2 separate regions of the Gossypium hirsutum genome follow, and region 2 is linked to region 1. The links are chromatin contacts, called in public Hi-C maps. All regions are on one chromosome and are shown on one strand. The core of a region is the stretch at or near the end of the contact, and the rest is flanking DNA. Distances in the headings are between cores, read along the strand shown.

Region 1 (6,815 bases), core at 1,968-4,467:
ATGTTCTTTCATTAGCAAAATATTCAAACGTCAAAATTCAATACATGCTATCGTAAGTCTTACATGAATTTTTGTTCCTCTCAATTATTAATAATTAAATTTAAATTATTTTATAATTTTATTTCCACCTCCAACGACATCAGATTCCTAAACTTTGCCTTGCTGATATGTATGGAAGAAAATCTTCTTTTTTTTCGTACAGTAGTTTTTGTCATTAGTCCCCACTTTCATGGTTGCAAAATGGAAAACTAATGGGGTCTTGTCCCATATCTTAGCCTGTGTGCTTAAGACTTAAAGAGGTTTATAAGTTGATTGCACATCGTTTTCCATTTTGATGAAACAACAATTGGTGGGTGAATGAGCTGCTGATCAGGAAGAACATTTCTCCAGGCTTCAATTACCCATCAATCATTTTATTGACTTTGAGCGACTCTTTTTCTTTTTTTTTTTTTTTTTTGGTTTTCATATGGCAAGGAGAAGCTCTTCCATTTCCCATTCTCTAAGCTAAGACTAAGAGAGTTTTGGGTTTTGTTAAAGGTCCATTAGGCCATTACCTTATACTTTTATTTATCTTCATAAATAAAAATAAAAAAGGATTATTCAAAGAGGGAAAAAAGAGAAGCCCATTTGGATCTTGTATGGTCAAACTATGGGCATGGCGGCCATTGATAGGACCCATGATCTTAAGGAGTGGGATCCACTTAGATTTGGAAGATAAGGGGTTTGTTAGCTTGAGGTGACTGAAAGGACCCATTGTTTAGGACATCATCAAATGTACAAAATTACAATTGTATCATCACCTTGTGAAGAGATGAGTGGGGATTTTAATATAGGTTTAGCTTTCATTTAGAGGGGCATATTGCGATTTATAATAAATTCTCATAGCTTGTCAAACATCAAACATTAATGGCGCCTCAATGACTTAACTGAGGATAATATGAACTAGGAAAGTTGGGTTTTTAATTATTTGGAGGTATCGGAGACAGACATTCGAGAGGGGTCCCTTGTGCCATCACTGCCCACCCTTCATGAATCCCCATGCATACACAATGGAAGGCCCGGCCACGTGAATTGTTGTCTTCTCCTAACATTTCTTGCTTGAGATCTTTGTTACAATTGTCAATTATCTTTGTCAAATGGACATAAATTGGAGCCTAGCTTAACCTAGTTCACAATTTGTTAATGCCATGATTTATGGTTAGTACAATTTTATATTGTCCCAACTCCCAACAAACATGAAATGAGAGATCTTGACTCTAAATTACTCTTAAAACTTTTCCAGGCCTTATGTCCAACTTAACTTTGCTTGTTTGTCTCTTAACTCTTGAAAGCCCCGCAAGAAAATTAGTCTTTTCGCCTTGGTTTGGAAAGTTGAGATATAGATATTTGAAGACCCTTTCGATGGAATTGTCACAATCCACTATATATAAGCTGCACCATGAGAACATAATCCGGAATTATTCTCTTTGGACCACTATAAGTTACCACTTTTAAATACATTTTTAGATATTTGACAAACATATAAATAAATGTAAAATAGATATCAATTAAACTAGATCTTAAATCTCTACAGAGTTCATTCGTTATTATTGTGACTTTGATTAAAATACATCTAACTTGTACATACAGAACAATTCTAGTTTTTTCTCTTACAAGATGACCCATTTTTTATGACCTAGGTTGTAGCCATGTTAGGAATCAAATCAAACTGATTATCAAATGATTATTTTCAATACCTTTAATCCCTTAAAGATTATAGACACCGGCGAATTAGTGGGCATCTTTTTGACTTAGGGATACCTCTGTTTCCATTTATAACTTGCTTTAGAAGCAAGAGAGTTTGTAAAAAACACGGCGTTTGTAATGCCTCCACACCGTAGAAAAAGCTCGCAAGACACACGAGCCAACAGGAGACAGTGTGTTTCATGGGCCTCATAGTCAGGCTTCTTCAAGTTTGGTAAGGGAATCTGAGAACTCAACTTTATAAGCAAGGGAAGGAGGAGTTAAAAGTTGAAAATCTATGGATAAAATAAGAAAGAATACATACCCCGGGGCAGTCCCAATTTTACACGTGAAAACATAATTTACTTTATCTTTTTGCCTTTGCTCTCAGCTCATTTCTGACTTGTTTCATTACAAACGGTTTGCGAGTTGGAGTGGATTTTGTTTTCCCTTTCTTTAGAAAAGCTGTCCAAACCCGTTTGACTCATTGAATATTTGATTTCCAAAGGCCAGACCTCAATTTTGTTGGTATATCATTTCTGTATATTCATTTGTTTTATTAGGGATGTGATTGATTGAGCTTTGAGGGTGCTACTTGGAACAAAAAAAAAAAAGGAAGCCTAAACGTTGTCTTTTTTGCTTTGCTAAGAACAAATAGTGAAATTCATGGCCTACAAGTTTCAAATATTGCAGGATTAGAAGTCAGTTCAAATGGAAGGCTTAAGCTGATAAAATTAGTAGTATCAAATTATGACCTTAGCGTTATATCATTTTTCTGCCTCAATTCTCTCTCCCACTATCATTTGCCTCTTTTCTTTTCTTTCCTTTTTTTTTTTTTTTCGTCTTTGCACGAATGGATTGGATACCTTTTGTGGCAGACACCACGGAACCCACAGCAAAACTTCTTTCAAGATTCCCGGCAAAGTCAACTGCAAGCAAACTACGTAGTGGATTCTCTCACCACACCCCGTCTTTCATATTTCGGGATGACTGCCCTGTTATTCCTTTAATGTATTTTTTTTTTTTGAATCATAGATAGAGCTACAAATAGATTAGATTCAAGTTTTTAGTTCACATTCATCTCCATACGTAAACAGTTTTTATTCCTTGATAAATTAATAGCATTAAATTTGAAATTTCTTTTAAATAAATTTAGACATAATCTAAGAGAGAATCCAAATATATATATATATCAATTTATGAGCATTGAAACTCAAACCTGAACCGCACATTCGCTAATTTGAGGGCCTTTTGATCATTTCAGTCTCCATGCAAGTTGGCACTAAACTAACAATGAAAAGGTTTTGTATTTCAATGGGCCTGAAAGATGGGAGAGAGGGCAACTATTTGGAAGTGGGCATTGAGCATTTAAATGAAGTATCATAAATGGGACTGGGTCAGAAAAAGCTTGTTAAATCTAGTGATTTAGGGTTTTGATGTGGGTCTTCTCAGTTAGGTCCATCTCGACTCCAATATGATAAGCCTTGGGTTTGCAGTATCCAGTTGAACTAGTATCCCCACCCACCACCTCAGTTTGCGTCCAATACCTCTCTTGTTTCAAGCTAGCCGATTTAACCTTACCATCTATTTGTGTTTCAGGATTGACCTAATCTTGTGATTCATTTTTTATCAGTGGATATCTGATCTAATGCTTCATTTTCCATGCATTTTAATGGATGTATAAATACATATATATTATCTTTCAACTTGAAGCTAATGACTCAATGTAATGACAGTAATTAGGCAAACTTCTGATATTAGGTGTAAGTTGAGCTTTTAGTACTTAAAGTCTAATTTGGTCATTTATAGTCCTTATATTTTTTAATTTTTTAATTTCAATCCTAATCGAAATAGTAACCATTAAACTCATTAAGTTACATTTTATTATCTTACACGAGAAACATATTATCAAATTTGGAATGCTATGTCAACTTGTAATTTCCACACAATACTAAAAAAAAAAAAGCATGTTATCTTAGTTGATGGGTTTAGAAGCTAGAATTTGATTATTTGGATCAAGTCTAAATTCAAATAGTATGATAACTAAAAATGATGAAATTAGAGAATAGGGACTAAATCCACAACTTATACATAGTACGAGACTAATAGCGACATTTGGCCTAACATATTTAATTGATGTCATTTGGATAAGAATTGAAGTTTTTAAATTAGAAAAGTAAAGGAAGTAAAATTGACCAAATTAGAGTAAAAGACTTTTACTCTAAATTCACAAGATATACCGTACTAAAACTAATAGCAAAATTTGGCCTAAATAGAGTCAAATTTGAGTATCAATCTTTTAAAAAGAGTCAAATTACTTTTTTTAACAGAAATATTGATTAAAACATTAAATTTTTAAACATAGTAGCCCGCATGATAATCCAATTGTACTTTATGCCTTTTTAAAAAAAATTATGAACTTTTTATAATATTTTTTGGGGTTAAATATAAAATTAGTACATGAACTTATCCATGTCTCCCAGATTGGTAATTTTAGTTTTTTTGTCACATATTGGTACCCGAACTTTTGTTTCGTCAACTAAATAGTACTTAAAATTTAACGTCATTAAGTTTAGGACACGAGACAAAATAATATTGTGACACGTAACATAAATGACGTCATGGTGATGTCATAATTTTAAAAACTTAAAAAAAAAATTTCTTTTGACTTTTCTGCCCCTTCTTCTTCTTCTTCTCTCAACCGAAGTTTCTTCTTCTTGTTTGACAGCGATAGTAACAATTTTTTCTACCACTCTTTTCCTTCCTCAACCTTAAAACTCTTCTATTCCATTTTTTTTTGTTCATTCAATTTATTAAAGGGTACATATTCAGTTCAAATGTTGATGAGATAATTCTTATAGACGATTAATTAATTTTGCAGAACAAATATTTCCTTATGCCATTGATTTACCGTATCTGATGAAGTTTAGCAAGCCTTAACATAGGCATTTGGTTCGATTTCCCAAAATCACCCACTGCAATTGCATATCCAAAGGAAGAGTGGTAGAATCTCAATATCTACGATTTTTTTTCTTAGTTCCAATACTACAACCTTCTTTTTCATAAATACAAAATATGATTCAAGCTAACTTCAAAAAACATTGCATTGCATCATTTAACAAAACACTAAAAAAAAAAAGGAAACCCACAAGATAATCCAATAAATCTCCCCCTTCTAGAAACACCATTGATTTATCTAGTAAAATATGATTTATCACCATCGATTTATCACTAAAGAAAAAAGAAACACACAAGTCATTGCAACATGACGGAAGATAAGAACCTCGAAATTAGGTCTAAAGGGTCACAATGCAAAACCCTATAGATCGAATGAAGTTAAACCCAGAAAAAAGACCAAGTTATAAAATCTTAACGGGGATTGATATAAAACAAACTTACTGGTTTAAGATAGATTCTCTGAGAACCAGAGAATAATTTCTAAACCCAAACTTGTTTCTACAAGTGGAGAAGAGGAAACGAACACGAGAACCAAAGGTGAATAAAAGATGACAGATTCTGCAGTTAATTCATAGGAAGACAAAAAATCATTGATTGTCACTCCGATGCCATTTTTAGGCCAAAAAGGAGGCTAATCGTCGGCGGCAACAGAGGCAACAACTTGGGTTGAGGGAGGAAGAAGAAAGAAGGAAGGAAAAATAAAGAACCTCAAAAATATGGGGAGGAGAAAAGTCAAAAGAAATTTTTTAATTTTTTTTTTCTAAATTATGACATTATCATGACATCATTTATGCCATATGTCACAATATTATTCTACCACGCGTCCTAAACTTAATAGCATTAGACTTATATACCGATTTAGTTAACTGAAAAAGAGTTTGGATACTAATCTGGGACAAAAAAGACCGTAAGTACCAATCTGAGAAAAGTAGATAAATTCAAGTACTAATTTATTTTTGACCCTATTTTTTGAATTTTATTTTTATTCTTTTTGAATATTAATTTGTAAATTATTTATTGATGTGGCATATAAGATAAATAATAACATGTAACTTGAATTACATGTGAATTGTCACGCGAACTGTTATGCCAATATTGTTAAAAGAATTTTTTTTAGTTAACATTTCAATTAAAAAACAATTTCACTCTTATAAAAAAATTAAGTACTAATATTAACTAAAAAATAGAATAGAAATTAAATTGATAAAATATGTGATAAATCAATCATATATAAAAAAGGGGAAGTAATTATCTAAAATGGGTAGGCCAAAGTGACCGAATCTGTAAAAGCATCTTCCAAATCCAAACTAGCATCTTGGTTTAGGCTTCTGCCTCACATCAAAACCTATACGAGATAGTATGGCTAACATTACAAAAATACTAATTTATTATGCTCTCAAGATATAAGCAACTAGGAAAGCTTCCTATTCTTGCCCAATATTGATGTATTACAATGTATAAACATTTTATTTAAAAAAATAAAAATAAATACAAATGATTTTTAGTTTAATGAGAGATAATCAATCACTTTATTTACTGCCATTATGAAATAGGGCAAAAAGAAAAGAAAAATTAGTTTTGGCGACCATGGTTTTCAGAACCAAATAATCGGTGGCTGGTTAGGTTTGATTTAGGATGAAAAGACTATTGGAGAAAAGAAACAAAACCGGTAAATTAGGTAAGACCTAATGCAATATGAAGTAATTCCATGCCACTAATTGAGTGAAATAACAACTGATAATTGGAGGTTCATTGATGCTTAATTAGGATGTGATGTGCTATGAGAGATTCCACTCTTCTGACTAAGATTAACATGCTATAATAAATTCACACAGAATGATTGGTTTCACTCTTATTTTTGTAGGAATGATTTATTGCTCTCAAGTACACATCTATATCTAGGTCCAGCTCCATAACTAGATAATCTATTTCTACCATTTAAATTACATTACCAAGAAAAGAATTGATAAACTTGGTGAGGATATTACTCATTATTGTGTCCAAAAGCTGTATCATGTTGGAACATTTGGGATAAACCTGTTGAAGTTTTTAATATGGATTTTCTTGATTATTTTAAGCAGATAGTCGCAAGGGCCTCTGGGTCCATCTTGGAAGAATTTTGTTTGAAGTATTGG
Region 2 (6,815 bases), core at 1,294-3,793, 170 kb before region 1:
AAGCATTTTAACTTCATTAATGATATAAAAATAATATTAAGCAATTAACAATGTAATGGTCAACTTCATATTATAATTGTATAAGTTACCTAAGCTATTAATAAATAAAAAAAAAACATTTATATTTACAGATGTTAAATAACTTTTGTATAAGTTACCTAACCAATTAATTCACAATTTAATTTAAAACTTTTAAATTAATAAAATATTAAGTAAATAAAAAATTTCTTGAAAAATAATTAAAAGAAGATTGTAGTCACATATTAGTAATTAATTAAAAATATAATAAATAATTCTTTACAAAGTAGTAAATGATGATAGATAGGATAAGAAGGATAAATTTCATAAGTGGCATTAACAAATGTCATCATTATTGTAACATAAATTTTACACTTTCAAGTTAATTCACAAGTCATGTTTCTAGAATTGCAAGCATTTTAAAAATAATATTTTTAATTTAGCTACGAGAAAGAAAATAGTGATAGCAAATTTCACAATATAAAAATTAATAATTATAAAATATTAATGTATAACCAATAATTTTGTTCACCATAATTAGATTGCAAAATTATTTACAAAATCATAAAAGCTTTCTGTAAATTATTGTTTAAAATAAAAAATATTAATTTTATTTTAATTGTACAATAATTAAATTTAAAAAAAATTTAATGAGACCTCACCGGGGTGTGGATTGAGTAGGTTTTGGGCCGAATATGAAATAGATTCATATACCCAAAAAAGTAGGAATTAGACAGTGGGCATATATTTCATGTGGTGGAATAAAAGTTTGATGGATGACACTATTGATATGAATGAGCAAAAGGTGGAATTCATCTCTTAATAATGCCACTTATTTCACATCAACCACTTCAACATCCTTTTATTAAACAATTAGGATTCGTTTAAAGTATAAAGTTCTCTTCAATTGGAAACGTAAAACCCATTTGCATGCATAATTAATTTTAATGGGATTTTCCTTTTCTTAATTACTGATAGTAATTTCATAAATAATTTCAACTTTCAGAAATTTAAGCTTGAAGACCGGGAATCTGGAAATTTTCTTTCCCATTTTTGTGTTTAGAATTCATTTGATGCATAGAGATGTTATTAGAGATATCTACATGCTGGTAGGAACCCCTCCTTTTAAAATGAAAATTTATCTATTTATGCTCTTTAAAAATTTAAAAATTTTAAATTAATAAAAATAAAATTATACTTTATGCCTTAAAAATAATAAAATTTTAATTTAATTCTTTAAAAGTTATATTAAAATTTAAAATTTAATTTCTAACCTTAAAATATTTTTCTATCTTTGCCTGTGCTGGAGATCATACCTGCTGTAGAACATGATACGAATATGAAATTAGTTCTTTTGTTGTATTATTTTATTTTAATTATGACTTAAACCCTAAATTAGAGATCATACCTGCACTAAAAAATCCGAATATGTCATCTCAATCTGTTTTATATAATGGATGGTTTCAAGGTTCTAAGTAGGTTGTTTAACTTTTATGTTCTCTACAGTAAAAATATTATGGAAGTCTTGTTAGATAATATTTTATTTTTTTATTAAAAAAATAGATAAATTTATCTTTATATGTTAAAACAAATAGTAAATTGATTATTTTTGTTAAAAATTTCATTGATCTATACTATTAAAAACTAACATGCCTAATGGAATAACCAATAGAGACATGTGACATGCCACTTGTACCTCATGTTGATGTACATAGACTAGTTTTTAACTGTAGAAATGGATAGAATTTTTAATAAAAAGACCAGTTTAATATTTGATTTAACATATATGGCCTAATTTGTACATTTTTTAAATAGGCAGGACAAAATTCAATTCAACTTTTTATACATGATACTTTAACCATATATTTACTCGTGTTATTTAAAATTTAGTGTTTAATAATGTTTATGATTTTATAATTATTTAATTTTAATATTTTTTACCACTTTTAATGTTTTTAATACTTTTTGGCTGGTCAAAGTCAATGGAACACCATTAAATATTTTTGACCAAAAAGTATACCAGAAGAATAGTTGATGTAATAAAAAATAAATAAAAAATTGTTAAGGTGATTATGACATGTCTTTGGACGTTGGAGATTTGCATTTGGGATGGTTCTGACATTAACAATTTACGACAATATGAAGTGAAAGATTGTCAACATTTGATATTTAGAAGCTTTTAGCTTCTTCAATTGGATAATCATGTAATTTTCAGTATGCCGTAAAAATCATGAAATTTTGGATGTGAAATGCACCATTATGTCAACATAATGCGAGTAACTTGTAAAAATCAAGGAATTTTCATCGGCCACTCTCATGGTGAGTGAAAAATGTGCCACAACCCTTCATTGATGATTGAATGCAACACAAATAGCCCTTAAAGCTTTATCAAAACAATCATTTGGGGTAAGAGCCGTAGACAGTCTCTTCAAAGCAAGCCCCAAGGGATGCTTCATGATTTTATCATCATCTCTTGATTCAACACAAGCGTCCCTCGACCCTTCTAAGAGTAAAATAGCGTCTCTCTGCAATACCAAACCACCCCATACTTATGTGTTACAACATATTTAAGCATCCAATTATGGATATATATAAGGCTCAAAGAAAGATTACAAAAGAAAAGAAACAAAGTTTAATAATAACAATCTTCAAGTTTTTAGGACCAATCCCAACAGTCTTTTCAGTCCAAGCCCACTTCAAATATTGGGTCAGTTTGAGAAAAAAAGTTTCAAGTTAAAAAAATTGGCCCAAACGATCAAAGTTAAGGTGCAATTATCCCTTTTGCAAGAGAGCCAATGCCTTCCTTACTTTTATTATTATCTTTCTGACGAACCTGAAATACCAAGACTTAGATCTAGCTAAATTTGATGAAACGGCAGCTTTCACATGTAAACAGTATGCCAATGTAAGCAAACAACTTGCTTTATTATGGTAATCTTCCTTTAACCTTAAAGTAACCCTAATCTCATCATGTTAAGGTTGCTTATATCAGAATCATAGTTTTATTCTTTTTTGTTTCTTTCTATATACAGTTCCTTGCTGCAGCAGACTGGTGGCTCTAAATCCTAAATCTTACTTTCTTTCTACGGTAATGAAGGAATTATGGCACTATAATCTATGAACAACTTACCTTGCCAAGTAAGGATACAATTGGTTTATTATTTAACAGGCTAAAGCAGGACACCAAAAATAAAAATATAAAAAAGTTTTGAATATGGTCAACTAGAAGCAGTGAAATGTTTAGGGTGTGAAGGCCAAAATTTGCTTACAAGTTAAGACTGACAGCTTGAAATAACCTAATTCAACTTCAGCTATCCCTTGTTATCTGCTTTTCATTATCCCTCCTTAACCTATACTCTTCACTGTTTTTGGACCCTTATTTGTTAGTAGTTATCAAGGTGGTTTTATCAACACATCTAAAATTTTGTATGTATGAATTTCTCATGAAATTATGGTATGCGTAAATGAATAATTGAGATTTTCTGTCATTTTTATTTGGAAATTGTTATATAACATTACCTCTTCAATATTTATTTTTTCATGGTAATTTTTTTTATCTCATTTGAGTATTTTTGTGTAGGTATAATGTTTATTTTGATTCTTTGATATATTTATTTTTATTTTATATATAGAAAGATTTGTATTAGTTGGATAAGAAAGAAAATGTGTATTAGAAAGTAAAATACATTTTTTATTTATTTTTTGTTAGGCCCATTTGGCCATGAATATTCTCATAATCCATGTTGTGGTGTGCGGAAAAATTTGTTATTTTTAAAAAATTTAAATATACATCTATTAAATAAGAATTAATTTCAACTTCACAAATAATATATTTTATATCTAAATAATTAGATTATTAAATTAGAAATTTCAAGATAAATTTAAAAATATAATATTAAACATTTAAAATTATTTTAAATCCCTAAATAATTTTATTAATTTATTTTCATACATAAAGTGGAAAAAAAAATTCATAGAAGAAGAGAGACGACACCATAAAATTAAAATCAAGGTAAAAATAACTTATAAAAACACTTCAAGAACAATAAGTCTTTTCATAAAAATATTTTCTCTTTCCTCACACAATCAATCTTAATTTCCCTCGGTTTTATTTCATTGTAATTTTTTTTTGCTCATTAAATTTTTTACCAATATTTTATTTCTCTCAATTTTTTTCAATCATAAAATTTGGAGATAAATATTAATATTATATATAAAATTTGATTTAATTTGCAATTTGATACATAATCTTTGATTTTGTGCAACTATACACATTAAAGTTTGATTTTAGTTGAAATATACACATAAAACTTTGATTTGATTCAATTGTACACATTTAAAAAAATTAATACATAAATTCATTTTAATATTATATAAGTATAATTATATGTATATATAACATGTAAACACGAAATGGTGTTATCTCAATAATGATTGTAGTGATTTGTGAAAATGGATCAAATCAAAATTCATGTATAACATTGTACATTGGACCAAAGTTATGTATAATTTTAAGATTTTTCCCTAAAATTTTCAATTTTATTTTTTTATTATGGTTGCCCAATAAATTTGGATTAGATATTTTTTTTTCAAATTGTGGACATTTTATTAACAATTTTTTTAACTTTTTTATTCTTGTGGTGTAAAGTTATTCATATTTAAAATCTTTAGTGCGTTTGTGCCCGGTAGATTAATATCTGATAATGTATTACTTGTCTACGAAATTCTACTTACTTTTCATCAAAAGCGAGTAGGGAAGAAAGGATTTATGGCATTAAAGCTAGATATGAGTAAAATTTATGACAGCGTTGAATGAGGTTTCATAAAAGGTATGATGATTCAGTTGGGATTTGATAATCGTTGAGTGAAGCTTATAATGAGATGTATCTCAACCGTATCATATTCAGTTCTTCTAAATGGTCGAGTAGGGGAATGTTTTCATCCTAGTAGAGGTCTCCGACAATGTGACCCTTTGAATTCGTTTCTTTTTCTACTATGTAGTAAAGGATTATCTTCATTAATGAGAATTGTTGTTCGAGACGGCTAGTTAAAGGGTGCACGAGCCAGTAGGAATGGACTTTTGATTTCATATTTGCTTTTTGCTGATGATTCCATTTTGTTTGGTGAGGCATCAACTCAAGGGACAAACGTACTAAAAACTATTTTGCGAGAGTATGAGTAGTGCTCGGATCAGTTCATAAATTTCAACAAGTCTACTGTTTTTTCAGTACCTACACTTCTACATATGACAAGCAATTGGTTTCTGGGCTTTTAAGTGTACAACATTTTGATGATTCAAAGAGGTATCTTGGCCTCCCTAACATGGTGGGGCAATGCAAGAAGGAGTCATTTCAGATTTTAATAGACAAATTTAGAAAATGTATCGAAAGATGGAGTATTAGCTATTTATCCCAAGGGGGACGTGAAGTATTCATTAAATTAGTATTGCAGGTGATTCCTACTTATTCTATGGTGTATTTCTTACTCCGAAAACCTTTTTGTAATGAGATGTAAGGAATCATGGCTAAATTCTAGTGGCAAAAAGGACCAGGGAAACGTAGGATCCATTGGTATTCTTGGGAGCATCTTAGTGAGCCGAAGGAATTGGGAGGCTTGGGTTTTTGCAGCCTAGTTAAATTTGATGTCACTTTACTCGCAAAACAAGGTTGACATTTGATTAATCATCCAATTCGTTATTAGCTTGTGTTTTAAAACCAAAATATTATCCGAATTCTAGTTTTCTCAATGCGAATTTGGGCAATTTACCTTCGTTTACTTGGAAAAGTATGTGGTCAGCGAAGGGTCTACTGGTGAGTGGGCTTTGTTGGAGAATTGGCTCCGAGGCTAATATTTCCATAATGGAGGATGCATGGTTACCAGGTTCACCATCCTATCATATCTATGAAAATATTAATTTAAGGAGTTTGAATGTGGTAACAGATTATATTGATAATGACAACATGATATGGAAAGCAGACCTGATCAGAAGTACCTTCCCTGATGAGCTTGCGAACGGAATCTCGCAAATTCCTTTGCTGAAAGAGAGAAAGGAGGATGTCCTGGTTTGGCGAGGGGACCCATTTGGCGAGTTATAGTCAAAATCGCCTATAAACTATTACGTGAAGGTACCTTTAGCCCTAATTATATAGATTATGGTCTTAAAGATCTCTATACGAAATAATAGAAATTATAGATTCCCACAAAAGCAAAAATTCATATGTGGAAGGCAACATGGAACTTCCTTCCCATTATGGTTAATTTGTAGCATAGGCAAGTGGGGGGGGATGGTTTCTGTCCTTAATATGGTAGTAGTCCTAAAATCCTACATCATGTGTTTAGAGATTGGCAAGTTTCAGCAACTATATGGAATAACTTAAACTTACAGTAGGTACTATCATTACCTAAAATGCCTGATGTAGAATGGTTCAATTGGGTTTTTTCCCAGTACACTGAAGAACAGTATAAGAAAGCATGAATAAGTCTTTTGTACGGGAAAACAGATCGTAAATTGGATCCAAATATATATTTCAGAAATAAATGGTTTAGAACAGAGGGATGTTACCAGATCTACGAGTGAAAAGGCCTGGGTACCTCCAAACGCCCAGTCAGTTAAAGTAAACTTTGACGCCACTTTCCATCAAGACTTGAACAGATTTATTTCGGGACTAGTCATTTGTGACTCCCAAGGGGTGGTTCTAGTCACAAAATAGAAACTACATGATCGTGTAGTTTCTCTGTTCACGGCAGAAAGCCTTGCCTGTCTGTTAGCAGTATGGTTAAACATCTAGTTGGAGCTC

The links. A called contact is a pair of places that touch in the nucleus more often than the background predicts.
Region 2: a Hi-C map of petal shows a contact between it and region 1, with 2.7 times the contacts expected there. The contact joins two enhancer-like sites. A contact is called at or near these places in 13 of 34 Hi-C or Micro-C datasets (callus, hypocotyl, leaf and 2 more).

What each region holds. Positions count from the first base shown.
Region 1 is chrA04:76,563,508-76,570,322 of Gossypium_hirsutum_v2.1, reverse strand. No RefSeq gene overlaps it. Among protein-coding and RNA genes, the nearest start is that of LOC107930127, 12 kb to the right of the region's middle. Within about 2 kb of position 3,217, at least 5 of the 9 cell types and tissues checked have an H3K27ac peak or open chromatin away from gene starts, as enhancers often do. A contact at or near this core is called in hypocotyl, where this site is marked.
Region 2 is chrA04:76,733,854-76,740,668 of Gossypium_hirsutum_v2.1, reverse strand. No RefSeq gene overlaps it. Among protein-coding and RNA genes, the nearest start is that of LOC121228792, 5.6 kb to the left of the region's middle. Within about 2 kb of position 2,543, at least 1 of the 9 cell types and tissues checked has an H3K27ac peak or open chromatin away from gene starts, as enhancers often do. A contact at or near this core is called in hypocotyl, where this site is marked.